Regions from separate parts of the Anser cygnoides genome. Here region 2 is linked to region 1. The links are chromatin contacts, called in public Hi-C maps. All regions are on one chromosome and are shown on one strand. The core of a region is the stretch at or near the end of the contact, and the rest is flanking DNA. Distances in the headings are between cores, read along the strand shown. Region 1 holds the start of TAT (tyrosine aminotransferase). Region 2 holds the start of LOC136786286 (haptoglobin-like).

Region 1 (5,043 bases), core at 1,084-3,583:
CACAGCCCGTGTGACCTCATCATTTGTGGGAAGATTTCCAAAGACCGTCGGGTCTCCTTTTCAAAGATTGAAAAATAGTAAAAAATCAATGGGGAAAAAAAGTTCTCACTGGTCTGTGGCAGGCACAGAGCTGTGTGGTAACCTTCCATATCCCTGTGTGGTTCCACAAGCTTTGTGCTTCAGAGTCCTGCAATCTGCTAGCCCCCATAGCCCACCCCACTGCTCGGAGTCTTCAGCAATAGCACTGTGCTTACCTAAAGACAAGGAAATCATAGCTTTCTTTGGGTTGGGCTCCACCTTCATGCTGTCTACAATGGCTCGGACAGGATTGAAAGTCTTCTTTGACATTTCAGAAGCCCTGACAGCCCATCTTGGCTTCCGGCCCTTCGCCTTCCCCAGTGACATGCTGTTTCCATTGGTCTTGAGCTGAACATCCAGCAGAGGGGCATGATCTCCAGGGCCGTTCACTTGGATCAGGTACGAGTCCATCCTGAAAACTGTCAGTGGTAGATGGATTGCCTTAACTTAGTTAACATATGCCAGACAAAAGCTCTGCCTACCTGGAAGAGTGCCCATGACTCTCCAAAAGCAAAACTTCTGAAAGCTGCAGAACTTACCTACTACCCATGGACAAATCAGTCACCAACAGGAAGTAGAGCTGTTCTCAGGGCCAGGATGGAGTGAAACTGAACATGTAAATGAGTACAATGGAGTGGGAAAGACAAAGGCAGCACTCTGGAGTAGCCACACCACTTCTTTGCATGGCTGCACTTGCTGTGCTGTGGAGGAGCGACCCTCGCTAAATCCATCAGCTAGGAGTTAGCAGCACACTACAGTCATTTTGTGGCTTCAGATTCAGTGTTCCACTGACAGGAGGGCCAGCTGTTGTGTTGTGTCCCCCCGGACCAGACCTCAAGCGGTAACTACAAGGATCAGCCCACTCTGTGTGTGTGTGTGTGTGTGTGTGTGTGTGTGACATCCAGAATGTTCCTCCAGTCCACAGACTGTTAATACCTAACTTTAGATATCAGAAAGGTAGCTCTGATCCCATGTTATCAGGATACACTTGGCAGTGATAAGGTATTAGCTACAGACAGTTGTCTCTGTCAGCAGAGCAACAGGGAGCAACAGTCCAGTCCAACGACTCCAGATTAAAGGGCTGTGCTTAGAAAACGGAGCAAGACCGGTTGGGTCAAGAGGGAAATCTTGGTAGTGACACCATACTAGGCAAAGGGCCTGTAGCCCTGCCTGAGGCTGGCTAACAAGCAAGCCACAGCAGAGAAACAGCTGCCTTCTAGACCTCAAAAAGCATGCATGAAAGTGGCTTACACACCTGAGCATGTATACCCAAAGCACAGGCCAGTCCCAGCCAGCAAATTCCTTACTTAAGAACTGGAGCTGACTCCAGAGTTTCTACCTCGAGAAGGTTAGAGAGAATGCATGCAGATACCTCTAGAGCCACCAAGCCCTTTCTCACTGACACCAGCACAATGTCTCCTAATCTCGCCATCAGCAGCTCATGCTCTGTCTCTGTACTGCTCTATTTCTCTGCTCCACTGAAAGACAGTTCACTGAACTGTAGCCCTTTCCTGATGGCAGTTACTTAGCCCACGCACTGTTAGATGCCATGCTCTCAGATACTCAGGGCACAACAGACAAGGGATCTGGCTACCCTGTCCTTGCTGCAGACACTGAGGTGGAGGGATTATAATATTAACTGGTTCTGGCAAGATTTGCCACCTGAACAAATATCTCATTGCTTCAGTGAGGTTTGAACCTAGAGATGCCCCATGCTGCTACAGTTACTCTACCAGCAGTGCTTCCTTAACTTATTTAAAGTGACTGAGATTATCATAACAGGGTGGTGGTGACAAAGGAAGACTTCAGGTCCCTGCTATTAACACCTTCTGGGTCTCCTTTGCACCAAAAGAAAGGTAGAGGAAGGACTACACAGCAGGACTGCACAAAAACTGAGCAGAGAAATGAGCAATATATCTCATTTCAACATTAGGGCTGAGTCCCAGTGCACAGTGCAAAACCCAGCAGAGTCACACATGGTTCTTATGTGAATGGGAACTGCATATGCAGGCAGAACGGATGCCTTCAGCGTAGGCAGGGAGGGAAAAACCCACTACTCCCCCTGAAAGAAGCAAGATACCAGATAGTACTTTACCTGCTACAGCACAGACAGGGAGGCACCAACAAGCTTAGAGGTCCAGTCCCTACTTTTCATCCAAGACAAATCCTCTCAAGAAGAAATCCCAGCAAATTCTTGCTCATGAAATAAGCCCCCAAACTGGGCGTTGGGTCAGAAGCCGTTAGCCATTGGCTCACAGAGAGGGCTGCTCTCTCCACCCAAAAATGCCCTCTCCTCCCCACTGTAACTTCATTCATTTCAAACACCTGAAACATGCCTGCACATTAACTCTTTCTGGGGGTAGCCTACAGAGGGACAAAATTTTGCTTCCTGGAGGCCCTGGGCCACCACTTTTCTGCATCACTTCCCTCTGTCCTCAAAGGGGAAGAATCCCACAAAGCAGACCCCAGTATTCCAAGCCCTAGCATCTTGTAATGAACCAAGAGAGAAGTGTTGGACCCTGAAGCCTCCAGACAGAATTAGTATGTCCTGCTCACCTCAAAGGCCCTGGGCTCCCAGTGCACCAGCTGAGAAAGTAGTTTGTGGCATCACTTACACACAGGGAACATCTTTGTCCATAGGCTGAATATATTTTATATATACATATATATATATTATGACACCATTCCCAGAAGGCCTTTTTTTTCCTAAGAGATGTAAAATCTGTGCTTTCCCGTCCTTTGCCTGCTACGTGCTTGGGGTAAGTAAGAGGCATCTGCACCCTCCCTGTCTTCCAAGGGCTGCTCCCTGCCACCCTGGCAGCAAATGGCTGGAGATCAAAAAGTTGGTCAGGGGCAAGAGGCATCCTGCTAATCCCCTGGCAAATGGACTGCTGACACCATTGCAGAGGCCAGCGGTCACTATGATTTTTGTCTGTTCATACTCTGCTCCTGTGTGGGAGGAGAGATGACCACCTGCATTCAGCACACGCCCACTGCTCCACCAGCAATAAGGCTGCACCTTCCCAGGTGTTAACAGTGTGTGTGCTCTCTAGCCCAGCCCTGGGGCTGGGTGATGCTGCTGGGGAGTCATGACCTGCTGTTGGCCACAGTGCTGCAATGGGGGTGATGGGGGCCAGGGACTCCGGTGCTGGAGACAAGCTAGGAGATGGTGGGTTGCAGCCAGTGGGTCTGGGCAGAGACCCCAGTCCCAGGCTGGCTGGCAGGCCTCCCACAGTAGCCATGCTGGGGGCTTTGGCCGTGGAATAGTGCCTTTCAAAAACATTTGACAGAGAAATGTCTTGTGTGGAAGCTGGCTGGATTCTCTTCTGTCAAGAGCCTCACGGTTCTGGATTGTTTCTTCTCTCCTTTTTGCTGAAGCCTGACATGAGCAACATTCAGAAGCTCAGTCATGCCCTCTCCAAGCATGTATGGGTACCTTTCTTGCTTCCCCCAGCTCTTACCATGCTGCAGCCCTGACAGAGTTAAAAGTGGTGTCAGGAGGCTTCAAGGATGCTGCTGCCTGTTCTGCCTAGCAACAACCCTGAAGATGATGCAACCGGAGCTCTACCTGACATCCTGCACACTGCAGTGGGGTTCAGGGGAGGGCATGGTGGAAGTCTGCTGCCAAGAGAGAAAAAAAATGTGGCTCTGGAGGCAGAGGTAGACTCAGTTACATAAGGATGAAAACCTGGCCAGATAGGGGAAGGACACAGTGCAATGGGATCAGTGGGTTTCTACTGCTATTGCTATGCCCTTCTCCTCTCTCTGCGTGACTCCAGTCCTTTTCTAGATGATCCAACATCATGCAGCCCCCCTAACCCCACCCCTTGTGGTACGTGGAGCCTCTCAGGAACAAAGCATGAGCACACAGCTCAGCACTTCATGTTCCAAGTGCGAGGTCCTGCATCTGGGCCAGGGCAACCCTAAGCACAAATACAGGCTGGGTGCAGAATGGATTGAGAGCAGCCCTGAGGAGAAGGACCTCTTGCAGCCCAGAAAGCCATCTGTATCCAGGGCTGCATCAAAAGCAGTGTAGCCAGCAGGTCGAGGGAGGTGACTCTCCCCCTCTGTTCTGCTCTTGTGAGACCCCATCTGGAGTGCTGTGTTCAGCTCTGGGGCCCCCAGCACAAGAAGGACATGGACCTGTTGAAGCAAGTCCAGAGGAGGGCCACAAAGATGATCAAGGGTCTGGAGCACCTCTCCTATGAAGACAGGCTGAGGGTGTTGGTGTTGTTCAGCCTGGAGAAAAGAAGGCTCCAGGTAGACCTCACAGAGGTATTCCAGTACCTAAAGGGGGCTACAGAAAAACTGGAGAGGGACTCTATCTGGCAGTGCAGTGACAGGACAAGGGGGAACGGCTTTAAACTAAAAGAGGGTAGATTTAGATTAGACATTATGAAGAAGTTCTTTGCTCTGAAAGTGATGAGGCACTGGAACGGGTTGCCCAGAGAATCTATGGATGCCCCATCACTGGAAGTGTTTAAGGCCAGGCTGGATGGGGCTTTGAGCAATCTGGCCTACTGGGAGGTGTCCCTGCCCATGGCAGGGGGGGTGGAAGGGGTGGGGTGGCGGAAATTAAATGATCTTTAATGTTCCTTCCAACCCAAACCATTTGGTGAGACTTTGATTCTGATTCTCCAAATACAGTGAAGCCAGCCCTTGCACAGTGCAGCAAAAGAGGTGGCCACACTCTGCAGGACGCATTGCTACCAGTAAGGCAGTTGGTTGCCCTCTGTACCCCACCAGCCCTTGCTAGCCCCTGCACTACCATCTGTTCCTCTTTCTCAGCTGCTCTCCCCTGCAGGTCTTTTGTTGCATACCTCTTCATCTCCCTCTTCTGTAGTTTCAGCAATTGGCCTTTGTCTCTTCCCAGTGGAAGAAGAAACTTGGTAATGGCTTCAGTGTTTCTTTGGTACTGCCTTGTTCTGGTACTAGGATTGCCCAGAGGTCTGTTTCTGTGGACAG
Region 2 (5,156 bases), core at 1,231-3,730, 130 kb after region 1:
CCCTCAGCTAGGTGTGGACGGACTGATTGTCAGCAATACTACCGTCAGTCGGCCCCGCGACCTCCAGAGCGTGCAGCGCCTGGAGCCTGGGGGCCTCAGTGGGAAGCCCCTGCGGGAGCTCTCCACGCAGACAGTGAGGGAGATGTATGCCCTCACCCAAGGTAGGGGCAGGGCAGGACACGGGGCGTGTGCTGGCCTCATCCGGCTGACCTGACCCCATGCCTGCCCGCAGGCCGGGTGCCCATCATCGGCGTGGGTGGGGTGAGCAGCGGCCGCGATGCCCTGGAGAAGATCCGTGCCGGAGCCTCGCTTGTGCAGATGTACACGGCGCTCGTGTACCATGGGCCGCTGGTGGTGGGGGCAGTGAAGCGTGAGCTGGAGGAGCTGCTGAGGTGAGTGAGGGGCCAGCCAGCTCCCTGTGGCCTGGGGAGGCTCTGGGCAGCTGTGTGCTAGTGCCCGAGCGCTGGTACTGTGGGGCTGAGCAGCGGTGCCAGCCAGGCCATCACGCGCTGTTTCTGATTAGGGAGCAGGGGTTCAAGAGTGTCATGGAGGCAGTTGGAGCGGATCACCGGCGCTGACGCATCGCAGGACCGAGCTTAGCCAGGAGGAAACGTGGCAAAGCCGGGACGGCCGCGGTGCTTCTAGCGTGGGCAGGCTGGGAACAAGACAAGGTCCTGCTCCGGGCCCTTGGGAAGGGCCAGCGAGAAGTGGAGCTGGGGCTGCACTGGTGGGAAGCAGGGGAAGGGACCTCCACGCTGTTGCAGCTGCTCAGGGCTGTATTTGGGCTTTCCTGTGGGCTGCTTCCCCAGCTGTGGGGTGGTGGGTGTCCCTTTTGCCAGGGACCCTGCAGCCAGCTTGTGCTGCTGGCTCTGGCTGGCTCTGGGTCCTCCTGCAGTGCAGTCTCCAGAGCAGGGTCCATCCTCCCTGCCCTCCTCCGCACACTGTGCTGTAACAAACCCGTGGTCCCCAGGTCTTGCCTGAGTGTCAATAAACGTTTGGCTCACCTGGTCCTGTGTCCTGCTCTGGGGATACCCTTTGGGCTGGTCAGACTCCAGGGGATGGCTCTCCTCAGCTGAGAGGGATCCCTGCTCTCTGTGTTCTGCTCGGTGCCTCTCTTGCTGGTCGTGGAAGCCATCCCACACAGACCTGTGCCTTGTCTGTGCCTCAGGAGGTGTCAGGAGCTGTTTCTTCCTGTTGCTGGTGCTTGGAGACAGCTACAGTTGCGCCCTGTCACTTGTTACGGAAAAGCCCTGCTTATTCACACTTCTGGAGGCTGTGGGTTGTTTCCTCTGGGGCTTCCTGGCAGCAGCTGCTGCTCGACCCCGGGCTGCCAGCAGCCATCTCTCCCCTTCCTGAGCAAGGCCCGAGCCCTGGACGCAGCCTTGGCTGTGCAGCAGCACCCTGGCGCCCTGTACCTGGGATTGCGCCACGCACCGAACTCCACCGGAGTTGTTTACACGTCCCAGGGATCCAGCCTTTCGCAAGAGCGGGTGTGCCGACCGATGGCTGCCTGTAACCCCTTGCTCTCTTTAGGGCTGTGCACACCCTACGCCAGCCTCTGCTTTGTAGATCCCCGTGTTCTGACACGGTGCTACCTGCTGCCCGTGTCCAGCCAGCGTCTCCTGCTGGTGCCTCGTGCCTGGACCTCTGTCTGTGTGCCCTGGGGTGGCCTCTGGGCACCTGGAGGTCTGCGTGTGGGGCTTGGCCTTCCCGAGGGTGCCAGGGCTCTGCTCGCAGCTCCTGCCGCCTGCCCCGCTGCCGCAGGCCCAGGAACATAGGCTGGGCTCCTTCCCGGGCCTCCTGCTACGCCGTGAGCCCTGTGCCCTCTGCCAGCCCTGTGCGGCCCTTTGCCACCGCGGCTTGTCGGGCCCTGCCCACCTGTGTGCCAGGAACCAGAGGGCTCCGCTGCGCTCGTCCTGTGCTGCCGGCTCGGCTGCATCCAGCTGGGTGCCCGCCAGCCATTGCTGCTCCGAGTCCCTGTAAGGCTGGGCTGGGTCCCAGCCTGTGCTGACAAACAGCCCGGGGCCAGAGCAGGCTGCCTGGGAAGGGGTGGGTAGGTGTGGGAAGAGGGGCTTGGCCACGGCCCTGCTGTGTCCCTCGGCTGGCTGGGCTGGCAGCGTGTGCCTGGATGGGGGCAGAGCTGGGCGTGGGGCGGCTGGGGCTTGGCTCCCACATCCTGGCTCAGGCTTCGCCTTCGGTGCTGGTGTGGGTGCTCCCCCAGGGCTGCTCCGGGCAGAGGTGTGGGGGCGGTTTTGCAGGGCTCTGCCTTGTTTCTGTGAGCCTCAGCCAGAGTCTCAATGCCAGGGCCCCACTTCTGCAGCCAGACCCCCATACGCTTGTAGCTGCAAAATCCAGGAAACTCTTGGCCTGCTGGTTTCCTGCGGGAGCTTGGCAGTCTTCCCGGGAGCCTCCGCCAGGCCGGCCGTGAGCCAGGTGGGGCTTCTTGTGCTGCTCCTGCTGGGAAACATGCTGGCAGCATACAAAAAGGTCAGGAGGTCTGGAGCGCGCGGGGCTGCACCGGGGCGAGGGAGTTAGCAATAAAAGGGATGAGGAAGGAGCCCCAAATAGCATCGTCCTGCGGGAGGCTGCTGTGAGGAGAGCAGGCTGCGACCATGGGGTGAGCGACACTGCTCTGACCCTGCCTGCACTGGGTGCTGTGCCCGTTCCTCTCGCCTGGCCAAGGACCTGGCCCTGCTGCGTGCTGTGGCGGGACCGGTGTCGGGCCTGGCGGCCCTCTGGGTCCCGCTGCTCCTGCACTGCGCAGCAGCTGGGGCCGGGGGTTGCCCAGGCAGCTCCTCCAGGTTGTGCTGGGTGGGGCAGCCCCGGGGGCGAGGGTCAGTCCTCTGCCTGCTGGAGCCTGCAGACCACAAGCAGGGGGTGGGACCCCTGTGCTAAGTGTCCCCCCTCTCCTCCCTGCAGAACTGCAGTGCTGCTGTTTGCTGGCCTGGCCTGGACTCTGCTGGAGATCACCGCTGCCACCACTGGTACCTTCCAGGGCAAGGGTGGGAGCACTGGGGCTCGGACGAGGCCAGGAGCAGCTTGGCAGGGAGCAGGCGTGTGGTGGGGGAGGCGGGACTGAGGAGGGACCAGCCAGGGGTGGAGGGGATGTCCTGGGCTGAGCATCCTCTACTTGCAGAGTGGAGCTGTGCAAAGCCCGCCGAGATTGAGCACGGCCACATAGAGCACCTGATCAAGTACCGCTGTGATCCGTACTACCGGCTGCGTGGCTCTGGTGACAGTAAGCCTTGCGACACGGGCACAGCACCCCGGGAAGGTGTTTGTCCCTGGCTCCAGGGGCAGGGCTGTCCTGGCACAGGGCTGCCCCCAGTGCTAGATGATGGAGGCCCTTCCCCTGTTCCCCGGGGGGGGATGAGCTTCCCCAAACTTCCCCTGCTTCCCCAAACTGCGGTGAGGTACAGGTATCTCCTGCCTCCCTGGGGATACCCAGGGGTGCATGGGCACTGTCTCGTCCTCACCCCCCGTCAGCAGGGGTGCTGACTCCCATCTCCTTCCAAAGGCACGTACAAATGTGACGAAAATCTGGTGTGGGTGAGCCCCGAAGCTGGCAAGGAGGTGCCCGTTTGTGAGCCAGGTGAGAGCAGAGCGGTGCAGCAGGGGCTGCGGGGGTTTGGTGGGCTGGGGACTGTGCGTGGTCTGCCTGGGCAGCCAAAGGGCCCGTGGGGCTGTGTGCAGCCCCCATCTTCAGTGCTGCTCCCTGGGGTGCTGTGGGCCTGGAGGAGTCTGGTGGTGATGACAGGGCAGGCTGCGAGATGCTCCTCTTCCAGAGCTACGCCTCCTCCCGTGGCTCACAGGGCCCTGCTCTTCCCTCTGCAGTGTGCGGCAAACCCGAGAACCCCCCCGCCCCCATGCAGCGCATCATCGGGGGCCTGCTGGCCGGGAAGGGCAGCTTCCCGTGGCAGGCCCGGATGGTGAGCCGCCACAACCTCACCATGGGGGCTACGCTCATCAGCGACCAGTGGCTGCTGACTACAGGCAGGAACGTCTACCTGAACCACAGTGAGGAGGCCACGCCGGAGGAGATCGCCCCCACGCTGCGGCTCTTCCTGGGCGGCCGGGGGCAGCCCACCCTGGGCATCGAGCGCGTGGTGCTGCACCCCGGCTACCCGGTGGCCGTGGACCTGGCCCTGCTGAAGCTCAGGCAGAAGGTGCCCGTCGGGGCGGAGGTGATGCCCATCTGCCTGCCCCAGCGGGACTACGTGCAGCCGGGGCGCGTGGGTTACGTCTCGGGCTGGGGGCGCGGCGCCACCTTCGCCTTCCCTGAGGGGCTGAAGTATGTGATGCTGCCCGTGGCCGAGGCCGACAAGTGCCGGCAGTACTACGCGGCGCAGGGGCCGCACGGCGTCCGGCCCGTCCTCGGCAACGCCACCTTCTGCGCGGGCATGAGCGAGCTGCGCGAGGACACCTGCTATGGGGATGCCGGCGGCGCCTTTGCCGTGCGGGACCCCGAGGATGGCGCCTGGTACGCGGCCGGCGTCCTCAGCCACGACAGGACCTGCGCGGCCTCCAAGTACGGCGTCTACGTGGACGTGCGGCGCGTGCTGGACTGGGTCCGGGAGACGGTGGCGGCCGCCTGAGATTAGGGGCCGCGAAATAAAACTGGGGGGCCGCCCGGCCCGGCCCTCACCCTGACCCTGACCCTGCTCCTGCCTCCCTGCGAGCCCGGGGCCTCGTTGGGGGGGGGGGCCTCGTTGGGGGGGGGGGCCTCGTTGGGGGGGGGGGCTCGTTGGGGGGGGGGGCCTCGTTGGGGGGGGGGCTCGTTGGGGGGGGGGGGCCTCGTTGGGGGGGGGGGGCTCGTTGGGGGGGGCGCAGTTTCCGGGGGGACGCGGTTTCCGGGGGGACGCGGTTTCCGGGGGGGCTCTTTTGCGGGGGACGCTGTTGCCGTGCCCGGCGCCGTCGTGCCCCCGCCCCCCCTCTCTTCCGCGAGCGCGTGACGTCCGCCGTCCCCCCGCCGGAAGTCCGCCGAGGGCGCTGGGGGCGCTCTGTCCCGCGGCCGTCGGGCTCTGTGGTGGCCGGGCCGCCCGCGGGCTGCTGCCGCCGCGGCCGTGGTGCGCGGGGCCCGGGGCGGGGTCGCGGCCGCTGAGCGCCCGGGGGCGGGCCTGGGCCGGTGCCTCCCCGGCGGCAGGCGGCCGGCGGCG

Evidence for each region. Hi-C and Micro-C count contacts between places; a contact is called where the count stands out from the background.
Region 2: a contact with region 1 is called in a Hi-C map of liver, with 2.2 times the contacts expected there. The contact joins the promoter of LOC136786286 here to the promoter of TAT in region 1. A contact is called at or near these places in 2 of 7 Hi-C or Micro-C datasets (both in liver).

Annotation. Positions count from the first base shown.
Region 1 is chr12:185,118-190,160 of Taihu_goose_T2T_genome, forward strand. It overlaps TAT (tyrosine aminotransferase), which reads right to left and starts at 2,334. Exons shown (of 12, transcript XM_013197663.3): 1 at 2,174-2,334; 2 at 255-497; 3 at 1-56. The coding sequence starts at 489.
Region 2 is chr12:315,419-320,574 of Taihu_goose_T2T_genome, forward strand. LOC136786286 (haptoglobin-like) reads left to right here and starts at 2,481. Exons shown (of 5, transcript XM_048050482.2): 1 at 2,481-2,617; 2 at 2,920-2,984; 3 at 3,137-3,238; 4 at 3,518-3,592; 5 at 3,835-4,656. The coding sequence starts at 2,613. The coding sequence ends at 4,595. It overlaps DHODH (dihydroorotate dehydrogenase (quinone)), which reads left to right. Exons shown (of 8, transcript XM_067004404.1): 6 at 8-161; 7 at 233-392; 8 at 524-1,008. The coding sequence ends at 578. DHX38 (DEAH-box helicase 38) reads left to right here and starts at 5,019. Exons shown (of 26, transcript XM_067004722.1): 1 at 5,019-5,156.